Regions from separate parts of the Mus musculus genome. Here region 2 is linked to region 1. The links are chromatin contacts, called in public promoter capture Hi-C maps. All regions are on one chromosome and are shown on one strand. The core of a region is the stretch at or near the end of the contact, and the rest is flanking DNA. Distances in the headings are between cores, read along the strand shown. Region 1 holds the start of Igsf9b (immunoglobulin superfamily, member 9B). Region 2 overlaps Opcml (opioid binding protein/cell adhesion molecule-like).

Region 1 (7,790 bases), core at 1,603-4,102:
TGCCTGACCAGAGTCAAAAGGAAGAGCCCATGCCCACCTCTGTCCCAGACTTGCAAGCTGACAGTTTGATGGGCCTGATTCTTTTCACCTAGAGCGACTCCTGCTTTGCACACAGTCCCTGAGGTTGAAGGATTTCTCCAAAGTCACCTCTGCCCCTCTCAGAACATCTGGATCCCATAAGGCCTCTCTCATCAGCACTGGCAACCCTGGCCTCACAGGCGAGCAGGTGCCCTTCCCCCGCTCTAGGCTGTAGCATCTGGCAGCCAGCAATACTTCAGCTTTGCAGACCTTGTAAAGGACTTCCAAGCAATTCTGCATGCCCCACCCACACTTCCCTGGGATGCAGGAAAGAGAGGTTCCACCAGGCAAGGTCAGCCCAGGAAGGGGTCTAGCTTCCTCGGAGGCAATCTTCTGAATGTCCCCCAACACACTCTTAACTCTCCGCTCCCTGCATAACCCAATAGGAATCCCATCCCATAGATCCTGAAATGCTAACACTGATGTCTGGTGAGCACATATTTCACAACAGGCACCCAGCCACTTCGTCACAGAACTGTTCACACACTCCAAGCCTCTACAAACTCCTACAGCTAACCCACTTTCCACTGAGGTAAGTGACATTTAGAAAAGCTGAGAAATGTGTCCAAGGTCACGGGGTCAGCAAGTGGGACGGCCAGGATTTGAATCTTGTCCATTTATCAGTAAGCCTATGTCTGTAAGTGCCTCATTGAGCCATTTCAGACTAAAAAGAATCCAAGACCAATCAGGTCACCCTTGCTCCCAGACAGAAGAGTAGGAGTTCCAGACAGAAGGACCAATAACCTTCACAACCAACAACCTTCAACACTGGGAAGTTCCTTCTTCAATCTAGCCATTCTGTGAATCTCGGCAATATAAACCCAATTTCCTGTAGTCTGTGTTTAAATTAAAACAAAACAAAAAAAAAATCTGTCCCTTGCTAAAGTTGGGAGGCTAGTTGAAGAGCCCTCCTTAGGTGTCTCTTCAATTCGGATGCTAGCACAGCCTTTTGTGCTTTCAGGGACAGCCCCACAGCAGAATATACCAAAACCCAGAGGGGAGGAGGAGGAGGAAGTCACTGAAAGACTGCATGGGAAGGGGGAAGGGAGAAGCACAGCAAGATCCACCTTTTTTCCATAAGCTTCTTCTGAGGTCACTCTGTCTCGGTTTTCCCACCTGACAAATGGAAACCTTTATAACCATCCCGACCATCATAGTGCTTGTTGGAAAGCTGTCCTTCCCTTCGCCCCACTCTCTCGTTTCAGAACCCCCTCTCAAGTAGCAGAGGAGATACATTCCAATCCGGAAACTTTCTCAAACCACTCCCCCCCACACGCCCCGAGGCAAGGTGCAAAAGAAGCCGGGGAAGCCCGCGCCTCCAGCAGAGCCCTTCAAAAAGGCTCCCTAGTCCGCAGAATCTCGTCACCCTGTCGCCTTCCACCCACAGACCGTTCCTCTCCCGCCGCCATCTCCCTGCTTTGCGAACTTGCCCGCAGTCGGGTCGGTTCCGCGCGCAGAAACCGTGAGCTCAGAGTCCTGGCAGCTTCCAGGCTCGGCTCTGACTTCCATACAAGGGCCGAGAGCCGGGTGCCACCCAGAGCTCTGCCATCTCCAAAGCGAAAGCCCTCGCGCTCAAGTATGCACCCCGCGCCTTGGCTTCTCCCTAGCTTTTTCTTGGGCTCAAACCCGAGAAGGCAGAAATAAAAAATCCCACTCGACTCTGAGACGCAGCTGGGCAGACCCCTCCCTCGCGGCCCTCGCCCCGAGGCCGCTGGGCCGGGCAGCCTGAAGCGCGGCGACGGCGCCTCCCCGGGAACTTTTGCCTGGCCGGGGCCCAGATGCAGTCAAGGTGGGCGCGGGCGGCCGACAGAACCAAGAAGAGCAGATGCTGCTCGGAGCCTCTAGGTCAATTCTGCTTGTCACCTGCCAAGGGGATCCGACCTCCGCGGCCAAGATGTGTGGAAAGGAAGGGCGCGGGGCGGAGAACCCGATCCCTTCGAGGCGGCTGCGGGGACTCCCAACCTCTTAATCGCGCCTCCCTTCAAGGGCTCCTCCATCCAGCGGTGCTGTGCAGGGCTGGGACGCGCGGAATCCTGCCTAAAGACCATCAAAGTCCCCAGCAGCCAGAGTTAGAGCACTAGGGGTTCCCCAAAGCTCAGATTCGACGTGTGGTTGTGAACCAAGGGGCCTAAGGTAGACTAAGTCCACTTTGATTCCAAGGCGTTCGCAGCCCAAGGGCTCCCGCACCTTCCCGCCGAGTTCCTCCCACCCGCAGTTCCCCAGCCTTTGCCCGGGCCAGTGCTCGGAGGTGCGCCTGGCCGGAGCCGGAGCCTCGCCCCCGGGGTTCGGGAGCCAGAGCCTGGAGCAAAGGTCTAAGAACGCCAAGAGGGTTGGAGGAGGGATGCTGCACTTCAACTCACCTTGAGCCACAAGACCTCGGGTGCTGATCACACTTGCTATCAAAGTGGCCACATACCAAATCATAGTACTACCGCGCGCCAGCCAAGAGCCTCATCCTATCGCAAAGTGCTCCTGCGTCTGCACACTTCTCGTGCCTCAGTGCCCGCTTCTCGCCCGCCTACGCCCCTTGCCGGTGCTCCTGTAGCCCGGGCGGCCCGCTCTCCATCCCTTCCTGGCTCCGCTCGTCTCGGCGCGCGCAGCCTCCCGGGCCCCGGCGCAGCGGCACCTGCACTGCCAACCGAGGCAGAGCGCAGCCAGGTCCACGGTGAAGCCTAGCCGGGCCTGTCCTGGTGGTCCGCCCCTGGCGGCTGTTTATTGGACAGTGCTCACGAGTCTAGGCACTGATTGGCTAAACTCTTAGTCCGTCGCTGCGCGAAGAAGGCGAGCCCATTTCAAGGTGCGTTGAAGTGTAGCGAGCACAGAGCCGCAGAATCATGCGCATTGCCTGGGAAAAGGCGTTGTAACGTCTTTGCTCTATTCTGTTCTCAGCTCAGACTGCATGGCAAGTTTCTGATTAAATAGATGGTAGCTTCTCGTACTGGCTAGTGGGACCCTAAGAATCTCAATAACCCTTGACAGGTTATCCGAGGGGATGGAGCCCCCGCCCACCTTGAGAATCCAACATCCGGTTTCTATCAAGAAAAAAAAAAAAAAAAAAGCAGTTCCCGGGAGGACCACGCTGATACGGGGATAGGGAAACCCAAGCATCCTGGGGAAACTAGGGAACGTCCTTTTCTGGAGAACGGTTCAAAGAGACCACGTGATACCTCCCCCCCCCACCCCCACTCTTTGCTCACTCTCTCAGAACACTACCTCCACCAAACGTTATATTAAGTTAGGCTCCATCCAGCCCAAAGCCAGGAGGATGACTAAAATGACCTCTAAAAGTCGCTAAATTTGGAATGAGTCATTGGCTCAGCTGCGGCGAGTCACAGACCCCTCTGGAACACATGTGCACACGTACTGCCACCCCCATTGCTGGTCATCGTTGCTCATGATTACTAAAGCCATTAACCCCCCCCCCCCAATAAATGCTGCCTCTCCTGCACACAAATGCTGCTTCCTCTCCTACCTTACTGAGAGCCCAGCCCCATATCAGCAGCATAAAGTCAAGGTGGCGTTTGTGAGCGATCAGGGGGTGAGGTAGAGAACCAAGGAAAAGGGAAAGGTCCTCCTCATTTCTGCAGAAGATAATAAATAAAGACGCTGGAAGAGCTTCCTATATCCCAGGCTCCCTACTCCAGCATCTCTTCATCTCCTCCCCCAATACAATTGTGTTTACACAAGGAATAAATGAGCATCATGAAAGCCTCTACAACCATCTCACAGTGTTCTGAGGCTGCCGTGGAGATGTTTATTCTTTCAAGCTTCTGACACAGTGCTGAGAGGCACAGCTCCCTAGGAGGGGCTGTTGGCCAGGGAAGAAATGGAGGGGCAATGAAGGCAATCTCTCAATAAGCACAGAGCATGAAGTTTCCCATAGACCAACAGCTTACTGCTGGAAAAGCCAATGTGTGCGCATGGACTCGTGTATCTCACATAGAGTGGCCTTGAGTGATGGAGGGTCATTCTTTTTGGAGAACTCCACTCTCGTTGCCATCCAGGAGATGAAAAGCTGAGGCTCCTAAGCAGAGAAGCACACACACTAATGAACTTTTATCATCTGAATAGCATCTGGAGAACTGGACTTCTGAATACCTCCTGCTTGCAAACTCGCCCTGCTCATGCGAACACACTCATGAGTTATCACTCTGTTGATATATTCCCATGGGCCACTGCTTTAGGTCCTTTCTGGGCTGACATTTCTTTCCTGGGGCTTTGGTGAAGCTGCACGCTCTAGATCTCCTTGACGCATCAATTCTCAGGCAACATGCACCAATTCTACCTCCAACACACACATATGCAAGTCTCCCCATAAACAGGTTTGCACACATCTATATACGTCCATACATACTTCCTCTGGGTCCTAAGTCTATCAAGACTTATTGGGATCCACTTGCAGAATGGGTGATGAGGCTAGGCTATGATTTAATTTTGACCTCAGAAACGTTCATGTTGTTGGAAACTTGATCCCCAAGGTGGCAGTATTGGAAGAATGGAACCTTCAAGAGGTAAGTCCTAGGAGCTGGAGAGACACTTGGCAATTAAGAACGTGCACAACTCTTGCAGAGTTTGGTTTTCAACATCCTAAGGTAATTGTCCATGATCTGTAACTACAGCTTTAAAGGATCTAACACCCCTTTACAGGCACTGCACTCATGTGCACACACACATACACACACACAAACACATATAGATATAGTTTAATATAAAGACGTGAGTTTGGGGCTGGAGAGATGGGGGGGGGGGCAGGGTTAAGAGCACTGGCTGCTCTTCCAGAGGTCATGAGTTCAATTCCCAACAACCACATAGTGGCTCACAACCATCCATAATTGGATCAAATGCCTTCTTCTGGTGTGTCAGCAACACTGTGTTCATATACATTTTAAACACACACACACACACACAAACAAACAAACAAACAAACAAAAAAAAAAAAACATGAGTTCTACTGAGAAGTCCTTAAGTCACTGGAAGCCATGCCACTGCTAGGTAATTCTCCTGGGATCTCCCTGGTAGTTCTCATAAGAAGGCTGTCATGAGCAGAGCTGGACTTGGTGGCCTAGGTAATTGTCCCAGCATTTGGAAGGTCAGAAGTACAAGATCATCCTCAGCTACACACAAAACTGAAGGTCACCCTGAGCTACAAGAGACCCTACTCTCATAAAAGAGAAGAGAAAACAAAGCGGAGGGTGGGGTGCTGTTAAGAAGGGAGAAAGGCTGGCCCCTCCTCCTCTCTACCTGCTACCTGGCTTGAAATCCAGCCGCTTGCCAGCACATGCTAAAGCTATTGCCATCTTCCATCTGTCTTGGGGCTTTGAACAGAAATAAACCAGAGCAGGTACCACAGCCGTGAGCATGCAGAATTGTGTGCTAAGTAAATCTTTCTTTTCTTCATGAGTCTACCTCCTTGAATATTTCATGATAACAAAACAAACAAACAAAACAAATCAACAAAAACAAACAAACAAAAAAAATGGTTAATACAACTGCATGACTCCAGGATTCATCCCCTTTTATATGCTCATAGCAGCATTTGACACCTGTGGAATGGTGTTCTTTGTCTTCTGAGGCTGGGATATAGGCAATATTGAGTCCATAGTCTAGCCCCAGGTCCTTCAATCCTTGAGGTAGAAGAGACGCATCTATTTAACATCTATGGAGCATCTACTTTGAGACAGTTTCTTCCCAGAAGTTGAGGAAAAGATAAAGCAGTTCCCACAGTCCATCCCTGCTATCCTTGCTTGGCCACCCATCTTGTCTTCAGGAGGATGGTAGTTTCTGCTAGGAAGTTAAAACCGTATATCAGATCAGAACTTAAAAGAATAAACTGAACTAGAGAGATGTTCAAAGGAAACTAAAAAGAATGTATTTCATCTGGAGATTCAACTGGAAATACAGGGACACAAGAGTGAAGACAGAGAGAAAAGGGAAGGAAATTGAATTGAAGAGGGAAAAAATTAGCATCATGACCATTATCATACAACATGTGCCGGTTCATTTCAGATCAGCTCAAGAGACACGTGTTGTAGCAACTGGCAGAGAGGAATGAGGCCAGTCAGATCTTTTCCTCTTAACATATGGCTGAGCATTTGACTCAGAACAAATGGCAACCCCTCCATCCCTAGCAGAGACATAGAGCTGAATACTCAGAGGCCACATGGGCCCCTTCCAAGAGGCGTAAGAAAGAGGAACACAAACCAACCCCCTTGAATTGGTGTTCCTGGTTCATTGTGGATACCCCTAATGAATATAGGTATCTGACACTATACACATTGGGTGTCAGAATATCTGTCATCTTTTAGTTTCATCAGAAGCTTCACTTTTGGAAACACGTAATTCTGCTCTTATCAGTTATTCCAAGAAAAGAAAACCAAACCACTCGCTACTTACTCTTACATGCCCAGAAGCCCTCAGAGGACACATAGAAAAGGTAGCCACTGGCAACCAAGGTTTCTCTTACACCCACTGAGCAATCAAACTGCAAACAGCAGCTTGTGTTTACCCTCTTCAGGGCTCTTGGTAGGATTTGGGGTAGGATGATGGCTGGAGCATCTCCTTACAAGGAAGAAGAGAGGCTGTAAACCAAAGGAATTTATTCAAAATAAGTTTGAAAGTGTTTGGTGTTTATACAGTTTGAAAATTGTTCTAATTATCTTGCCATATTTTTTAAAAAAAGTCCAAAATGATACAGTGTCTTAAAATAACAAGAGTCATTTATGTGAGCAGTGCTTGGTGGGAATACCAAACATCAGTTCCAAGATGCATGGACAGTCTGCTTTCAAGATGGCTCACACACCTTGCTCTAAGCTGGTTGTTAGCCAGGCTTGTCGGTAAAGTTTCCTGTCTCATCATACTGACTTCTCTATTGACTAGCCTGGGCTTCCTCACAGCTTGGTGGCTGGGTTTCAAGGGCCCATGTCCCAACAGAACCAAGTAAAAATACCCTTTATATCCCCCTGTCCTGGATAACACAGCTTCATGTCCACAGGTGTGACCTACCTATCCAGCTGAAAAGGAAACCATGTAGATCCTTGCCTCTCCGTGAAATAATCTCTGCTCCACACTCTGAGATGAGCTTGTGGAATGGAGGTAGCATTGCAGCCATTTTGGGAATGGTACAATTTGCTGTGAAAACAGTTTTCAAAATAAAAGCAGAAAAAAAAAAATGAACTCTAGAAAAAAAAAGAACTCTTGGAAAAATTATATTATGGAAATTGTCTCATGCAATTATGGAAGCTGAGAAGTCTAACAATATGCTGTCTAAAAGCTGAAGAACCAGAGAGGCTGGTGGCGTGATTCAGCATGACTCTAAAAGCAGGTGTGAGTTATGGACTCTGAAGCCCAGGGAGCCTCAGATTCCTCTGCTGAAGGGCAGGAGGGAATCCAGCTCGAGAAAAAGGCAACTCACCCTTGTTCTTCGGTCTTGCTCTTAGCAGGTTATGCAATGCCCATTCGCAGTGGTGCAGGCAAACACTCAGCCTACAGCCCCAGTCCTAATTCCTTTGGGAAATACCCTCCCAGACACTTTACCTGCTCTCTAAGTCCCCTTTAGACCAACAGTTCTCAACCTGTGGGCCATGACCACTTTGGGGGTTGCATATCAGATAGCCTACATATCAGACATCTACATTTCGATTCATAACAGTAGCTACATTAATTGTGAAGTTGCAATGAAATAATTTTATGGTTGGGGGCCACCACAGCATGAG
Region 2 (7,790 bases), core at 2,832-5,331, 950 kb before region 1:
GGCCACGGGCTCTCTGGTGGAGAATCAGCTCAGACTGAGCATGCCCCTGCTGTAACTCCTCTGATTCATTTATTTAATCTTGCAATCAATGACAATGGTTAGGACCTATAAGCATACCCTCTTCATAGCAATGCATTGTCGCCAAAGCCCATTCTACATAAGCCTCTGAGGTTTCTGAATACTGGTGTGATGGAAAGGATGTAACAAGGTAGAGCTTTGAAGAACCATGCTCAGCACTGAAACCCAGACTCCATACACTCACTCCCTTTCAGCCCTGACCCCCTTGCTTCCCAACTTGTATGGCTCCGATGCCTTCCACACAGACTTCAAGACAGAATATCGAGCCGACAGCAAGAAAGTAAGAGTGGATTAGGTGCTTATGTCTCAAGTACCCCTCCCCCCATCAACATTCTGTCCCAGACCCAGCAGTCCATAGAGCACACGTCCCCTCGCTGTCTCTTCTCCCTGGCTCGTTCCTTCTCAAAGAAGCTGCAAGTGCGCAAGATATTGGCACTGACAGATATCGAGGGTGACAGCAGGATCAATATTTCGATGACAGTGTTGCAATTGGTTTGGCAATGTGCTGTGTGCTCACAGCCTTTCATTACTAGGTCACATGGGGCCACTTCTCTCCAAAGATGAACGGAAAAAAGTGTCCCTGGGCCCCAGTATTCTCTCTCCACTACAGTCTTCCATATGAGGGAGTCAGGAGGCCATGGAAGCCCTGTATTCTTTCCACACCGTTCTGTATGAAGAACCCATTTCCAGAGATCACAGGGAGACAGGGCTATTGTTGCTGAGGAGTGCTCTGCTCAGAAGTGGGGTGCCCCTGCATACACACAGCTGAAAGTGGCCCCTCTCGCCATTGGGATCTGCAGAAAACTTAGGCAAGAAAAAACCATGGTCCATCTGTCCGAAGAGTTCTGACCACTTAACCTGGAGCTGAACAACTGGATCCTTTCAATTCTCAGTTCTCTGGGTATCTTGCCATTCAAGAGCTTCTGAAGTCAATGGTCAGGGTTTGGGGAGCCTGACAATGTCACTAAGATCTGGGCAATGCTTATATCTATGTGGGAACCAGGAAGGAAGCCAGTGCTCACACTGGACAGCAAAATCCCAGTGAGTTGATGACTGTCTCTTCCTCCCATGCAGTAGTTGTCAATCTAGTTCAGATCTCTGAAGGAATTTGATGAGTATCAAATAGCAAATGCATGATCCAGAGTCTCTGCCTATCCCCTGGACACTGATACCAACCTTTGAAAGAATTTTAGAAATATTTTCCCACAACTTCTTCCTTGAATGTCTAAACATATCTAAAACCTGTGTACATTTATTCTTTTTGATATGGACAGGTAGTCTAATATTTATTATTTTATACTTTATTTGCTTAACGTTTTGCAGGACATACTTTGCAGTTTAACAGGTATGTGTTTGGCAAATAAATTGGCTGTTTCTAGCTATATTTACACTCCAAATAATTTCCTCTACCCTGCTCTAGTCCCAAACCATTGCTATCTAAACTTGTGGGTTTCAGGAAATGAGAAATGTCCCCAGCAAGGACAGCCATTTCTTCACTTTCTGTGCTGAAGAGAGACCTACTTGGCCTTACCTCATCGAGACTTTTCATTTATCTCTGCAAGGGAGAACACACCTGCTTCTGGACTGTCATTCACAATGTGGAACAATTAGATCCTTAAGACATGGTGTGTAAAACTGTTCAAACTTTGGTCAGAAGTGTGCACGTGTCATAGAAATGCCAGCAGCATTTTGGACTTGATCTGGCTCATGTCATAATACGGACAGGTAAGGGTTATGTCCCAATGCTTAGATGAGATCTTGCATAAAACTCCCTCCAACGAGGGCCAATGAGGTAGCTTACCCTGTAAGGGAGTCACCTGCCATGTTGACTTATGATCTTCAGGGACTTCCACCCCATCCACAAATGCACACTATTGGTCGGAAAAGAACCAACATTGGAAATCTTTCCTCTAATATATAAATATATACACACAAGTTTTGGCATGCATGCACATATGTGGATACACACATACACACATAATTCATTCTCTCTCTCTCTCTCTCTCTCTCTCTCTCTCTCTCTCTCTCTCTCTCTCTCTCTCTTTCTCTCTCTCTGCCTAAATAGGTCAATAGATAAATAAATCACCTAGGGTATATGTCACCATCCACATAGCCATTCATTCCCATCGCTCAGGAAGATGCTGGAGCTCAGAGGAAGGAAGTAACCTACAGAGAGCTGAGGACTAAGCTGGTGCGCAGTGGGTAAATACATACATCCAATTCCACTCTCCATTTTATTATTTTTTTCCACTCAGGTCTTTCCCTCCCTACAGGTGAATCTGAGACACAGCTAATAGGCACTTCTGACCAGTTCTTCTGGTATCATATTTCTAAAGCTACAATGGGAAAGTTCTTTGTGACAGGGCAGCAATGGCTGCCAATGGGCAAATGGTGACACGTGTGATTCATTTTGCTGTTTATTATCCAAGCTGCCTAGAACAGGTGGGTGAAACCTTGTCTTTCAAGAAATCCGGCAAGGGAGGTAATCATTGGTTCTGGTGAGTCAGAACCAATCGCCATCAGACTTACGGCTCCCTGGAGAGAGGACTCGACCTAGTCTGGAAACTCTGAGATCAGACTCCGGGTCCATCAGCCTGCTCCAGCCATGGAGCTGATCCCTGCAACCAGTTCCAAGCTTTGTGCTTCTGGACTGTTTCTCCCACAGGCTCAGCATGGCAATTTGTTTAAATGAGAGCAGAAAGCATTCAGAGACCAAGATAGGACAACACCAGATCCCAGCCCAGTGTTGATTGAGAGCCAGATGCCTTGTGACTAAAGATATGAGTGCAGGAAGGAGAAACTATCAAAGCCAACAAAGAGAAAAGCCAGAGGGTGACTCTGTGAGCTAGGAGAGGGGGAAGACTCGCTTGAATTTCTATACATGATCTCAAAAGCTAAAGGCACAAAGGAAACTATGAATAAGTATGATAGAGTGAAAGATTTCTGTCCAGAATAGGAAATATTTTTGTATTGGACTGCATGGAAGAAAATAATTTAATATCTGAAAGCACCATAGAATTAATACTCGTTCTACAAAGACAATCTTCACATCAATAAAACCAAAAAGAAAAAAAAAAACGATGATGGATTATGGGCAAATGAAATGAACATGGGATTTAAAAATGAAACTCAGATGCCAGTGGAATACAGGAAGGGAGTCTCAGTTTGTTGGTGAGCAGGTGAGTATGAGACTGAGTCATTTTATACATAATTGGCTGGTAGAAATGGGAAGGCTGGCAGTGGCAGAGGGGACATGGAAACAACGGGAATAACAACTGTGGAAGCCGTGGTTGGTGAGTGCCTGAGCTAGCCCTTAGGTTAACTCAACTAATTCCTGTGACCTAGATTTGTCCTTTGGCATACTTTACAGCCCCAAGCTATCCTAAATACCAGAGAGCATCTCTTGCAGGGATATTTGCTGGGGTAGAGGTTGCTGGCGGGCAGGGTAACTGTACCAGTGGTGGTACATGAGGATCTAACCTTGAGGAACAGCTGCAAAGATACAGATCACAGGAGTCACTGGACAGAAGGAACTCAGCACAGAGAAGCAGGGATGCGTTGAAATGTGTGCATGGGAGATGCGGGAACAGTGAGCTCTCCACCACAGCATCACTTACCTAAGTTAGAGGAAGTAGAGAGAAGCTCACTGTTATCATCAGGCACACACAAGGAAGAGCACATGGCCTACACACAGCTGTCAGCATGCATAGCAAACAAAACAGAAGCGATGGGAACAGTGAAGGGGTGAGCAAGCCCTTGTGTGGAATCGCTGATAGGGAAAGAAATGTGCTTTAGACGCCAAACAGAACCTAGACAAGGAATAAAAAAATAAAGCCCTTATAGATTGCCTGTACAAAGATTTGGGTCACTCTCAGTGCTCATTTCTGGGCCCTTGTACCTTGTTCATCCAGCAGAGACACCCTTCAATCCCCTGGAAGAGTCCTCAGCCCAGTAATTCTTGCAGAGCTGCAATGGCTCTTCAAAGACACAAGGGGGCTCATGATGCACATGGATTTTTAATAGTGCCGCTTGTCACTCCAATTTGAGAACTAAACCCAGTACAGGCAGACACTCCCCTGCCACAAACACATCCTACTCCTCACTATCTATTCTATGCTGCCCCTTCTCTGCTGGGGGAATATGAAGTATGAAGCTGTTAGGAGTTATGAATGACAGGTTTGGGGAGAAGTCCTGAGCCACGTCAATCCTGTTATTGTGAGTGGACTGGTCTCCTTATGTAATCCTCCCTCTTGCTTTTCCTCACTTTTTATGCCCACTCCTGCCTTCCTCCACACACCCACTTCCACTTCACTGGACCCTGCTCTCCGTATGTAGATCTGCCTGTATTTCTGCCCTGACCCCTGCCTCTCCAGATGAAAACATTTGCTGCCAGAGAGCTTGTGAGTTTATTCAATAGCATATCGTAGTATCGTATGTATGTTTTGCACCCGTGTGTATCAGGGAGATGTCTTTGAACTTGATAGAAGGAAATGACCAAACCATTCCTTAGAGTTCATGGCATAGGGAGAAGGGTAGCTATCCTGACATGTGGTGACCTCTTTTTTTCCCCAGAAGCATTCAAGGCTGGATATCAGAGTGCAGAAGAGTTGATTCTATACTCAGCCTGGGTGAAGGGACCCTGCCAAGTGCAAGGGCACAATCTGTGTGTGAAGAGTGACAACAGCATCCCCACTACATGTGGCTTCCTTATTCCCTGACTCTGCTGTTCTGGGGTATATATACAGGGAAAACCATAGCGTGACTTCCTGTGACCTGCCTCCTGGGAGAAAGGACCCCCGCCTTCATCTCAGCACCCTCCAGCCAGCTCTGCCTTCCATTCTGTGGCAGTGTCAGAGCCAACGACAAGTTGAGACCTCATCATTTTTCCTTAATCAGGAACATCCTTCGAACTGGAGCCATGATGGCAGCAGTCAGTCTCAGGGAATTAACTCACCATGAAGATCATTCCATGACAGAGGCATAGTTTATCAGTTCCCACAAGCAGGGTGTAGAGGGGAAGCTAAAGGAATCCCTTAGTGGCTGTGAACAGGGCTCCCCCATAGCAGCCTGCAATAGCCTGTAGCCCCACAGTCCTGAACAGACACACTTGGTCAGGCAAGTAGACCTCGGTTTGAATCAACATCAGCACAAGGCACGGCAGGGCACTGCCCCTCTGATGCTGATGTGTACCCAGTTCCATGCCCAATCTTGTTAAAATACAGTCTCACTTGGGTCCATCCAGGGCAGATCCGGAGAATATTCATTGCAACAAGCTCCTAGATATCCCCATGTGACTGACTGTGAGCCATGGTGAGCAGAAAGGCTGGGGTCAGAGGATGAAGCTGGGTGGCAGTGACTATGTCCTCAGTGGACACCCAAAATGGCTATCCCTATGTCCTTTAGCACATATTTTTATTTGCCCCCTAAGTTGGCTTTTGTCACATCTGTGGGACATTTTAACTATGCTCCTAACTGAGAGCGAGAGGTTGGTTAGAAGGTTACCCATGGGCCTATGTTCCCTACTTGCAAAGTTTTCTTTGAATCCTTCCCTGCCGTCCAGCCAGAAGCACACCTGAGTGTGCGGTTGCTTGTTTTAAGCTGTGGAGGAACATGAGAGAACCTTGAGAATAAAGACTTAACTGCTCATATGGCCACAGAGCAGGAGGCTGGTGTTTTCTGCTCCAGTCCTTTAAAACAGCTTGCAGGTGCCTGCCCCATCCTTTCTCTGCTTATTCACTTAGGCCTGCAGGGCTGTATTCTGGGGGCTGGAGGTCTGGCACAGAATGGACTGGTCCATTCTGGTATTGTGTGGTACCCCACACCCTAGTGTGGTACTGGGAATGAGGAGAGTATGGATGCAGGGTGCTGTGGGGGAGAGGGTCATAGGACATGGGCTAGCCTTTGGTTATGCCATTATATATTAAAACAACAACAACAACAACTCACAACAGAAGGTGGTTTTGAAATAAAAGCGATCTGAAACCCAGATGCTAAATGCAGCTAGAGCCTGAAAGCCTCTTTGTAACAGCCCAGACTGGGTTTGGGACTTTGATGGGACAGACTCCTCTGGCATTCCTGATGGTAGACAGAATGTCTTACGGGGAGAAGAAGGCAGCACCAACAGAAGCTCATGCTGATGGGTTTCTGATGTGGGGCCCATGGTAACCTGCTGAGCTTTCTTCTGAGACTCCCTGGTGGCCTCTGAAGAGTTAAGCCTTGTGTTCTCATTACCTACTTCTCTCATCATGTTGCATCCTGTTTTCTTGTCTACAGGGATGCCTCCCTCAACAGACTGCAGGCTATGTGGCCAATTAACAGAGTCCTGTGTGCTCTGTGCCTATTGGACAAGCAACTTTTGTGTATGGGTGACTGATACATCTGACAGAACAACTTGAAAGGGGGAATTTTAATTGTGGCCCTTAGTTTCCGAGGTGTCAGTCTGTCATGAGGCAATGACTGGTGGGGCAGAATGGTTCATATAGCCATAGTTACTAAGAAAGAAAAAGCAAACACAGGAAGAGGCCCCAGGCCAAGACTTGGTACCCAAGGCCATACTGTCCTCTAGTCAGGCCTTGCCACCTCCTTCCCTTGTTCCCAATAATGCTGTCATATTATGAAGTCATCAACGGATTAAACCATTTCTTAGTCCAGAACCCTCATGATCTAACAGCCTCTGGAAACACCCTCATGGGCTCACCTAAAGGGGGGCCTTATTTAGCACCCTTGGGAAGCTTTCTCCCACAGGGTATCATAGTCTCCTCTGTTAAGAGTTCCATGAAACCAGAATGCTGGAACGGCAGGCCACACCAGCCCATGCTCTTGTCTCCTCTAGGAGGAGGCCTATATTAGTACTTCCTAGAGAGTCTATGTCACTCAGAACACCATGGGGAGGAAAGCTCCCCCAGAACGAAGTGATGGGCTCCTTTCTACCCCCACAGGTCAAAGAAAGCAAGAGAAGGGTGATGATGTGACCAGCATATCAGCTGACTTCAAGGACTGTATGGGTGACCTATAGGTCAGAGCTTTGGGCCAGGTTGCTGCTTACAAAGCAGCTCTCATTAACTATGACAGACAGCTCATGCTCACAAGCCTTCCACAGGGTCTGGTCTAACTCTATATCCCCAAATTCCTAAGGCCCTAGGGTTGGGCAAATCCCTTTGGAGTAAGAAATAATTTCCAAACCAGGGAGCCACAACAAGATTTACAGGAGTGATTTTCTCAGGGCACAACACACATAAGAAGCCTCTAAACCCTTTAATACCCTAAGGAGGAAGACAGGGCTGTCCTGGTGCATTCGAGGGAAGCCAGCCTGTCTGCAGAGCAACAGGCAGGAGGATCCTGCAACCTCAACAGGGACTTTCCATGGTAAAGGTGTTTGAAGCCAGAGGCAGATTTTGTGTTCAGGAAAGCCATAGGCCAACACTTTTGCCCATGGTCCCTCCTACCTACACAGTCACATCATGTGACAGCACATGACACCACATACCATTCGCACAGTACCCAGACACCATAAGCATTATACATATCATACACAATACACACGATTCAATTCAGCAATGCCCAGTGAGCCTCAAGTCGATATGTGTGTAATTTTCCATTCCATCCACGTCTACTGATTAATGGAAACTATAAACCTGATAAAAAAAATTATCACAAAAGTCACATCTGTGCCCCTATCTTATGGGACTGTCTTACCTGGGAACCAAAGGAGC

What was found. Promoter capture Hi-C pulls out the DNA fragments that hold promoters and counts their contacts.
Region 2: a promoter capture Hi-C map of hippocampal neurons shows a contact between it and region 1, with 4 times the contacts expected there. The contact joins the enhancer-like site here to the promoter of Igsf9b in region 1. A contact is called at or near these places in 6 of 39 promoter capture datasets (the 3T3-L1 cell line, the C10 cell line, hippocampal neurons and 2 more).

Annotation. Positions count from the first base shown.
Region 1 is chr9:27,294,166-27,301,955 of GRCm38.p6, reverse strand. Igsf9b (immunoglobulin superfamily, member 9B) reads right to left here and starts at 2,852. Exons shown (of 20, transcript NM_001326702.1): 1 at 2,439-2,852. The coding sequence starts at 2,502.
Region 2 is chr9:28,244,287-28,252,076 of GRCm38.p6, reverse strand. The region is part of intron 1 of Opcml (opioid binding protein/cell adhesion molecule-like); the gene reads right to left. Among named protein-coding and RNA genes, the nearest start is that of Gm39313, 150 kb to the left of the region's middle. Within about 2 kb of position 4,081, at least 43 of the 459 cell types and tissues checked have an H3K27ac peak or open chromatin away from gene starts, as enhancers often do. A contact at or near this core is called in hippocampal neurons, where this site is marked.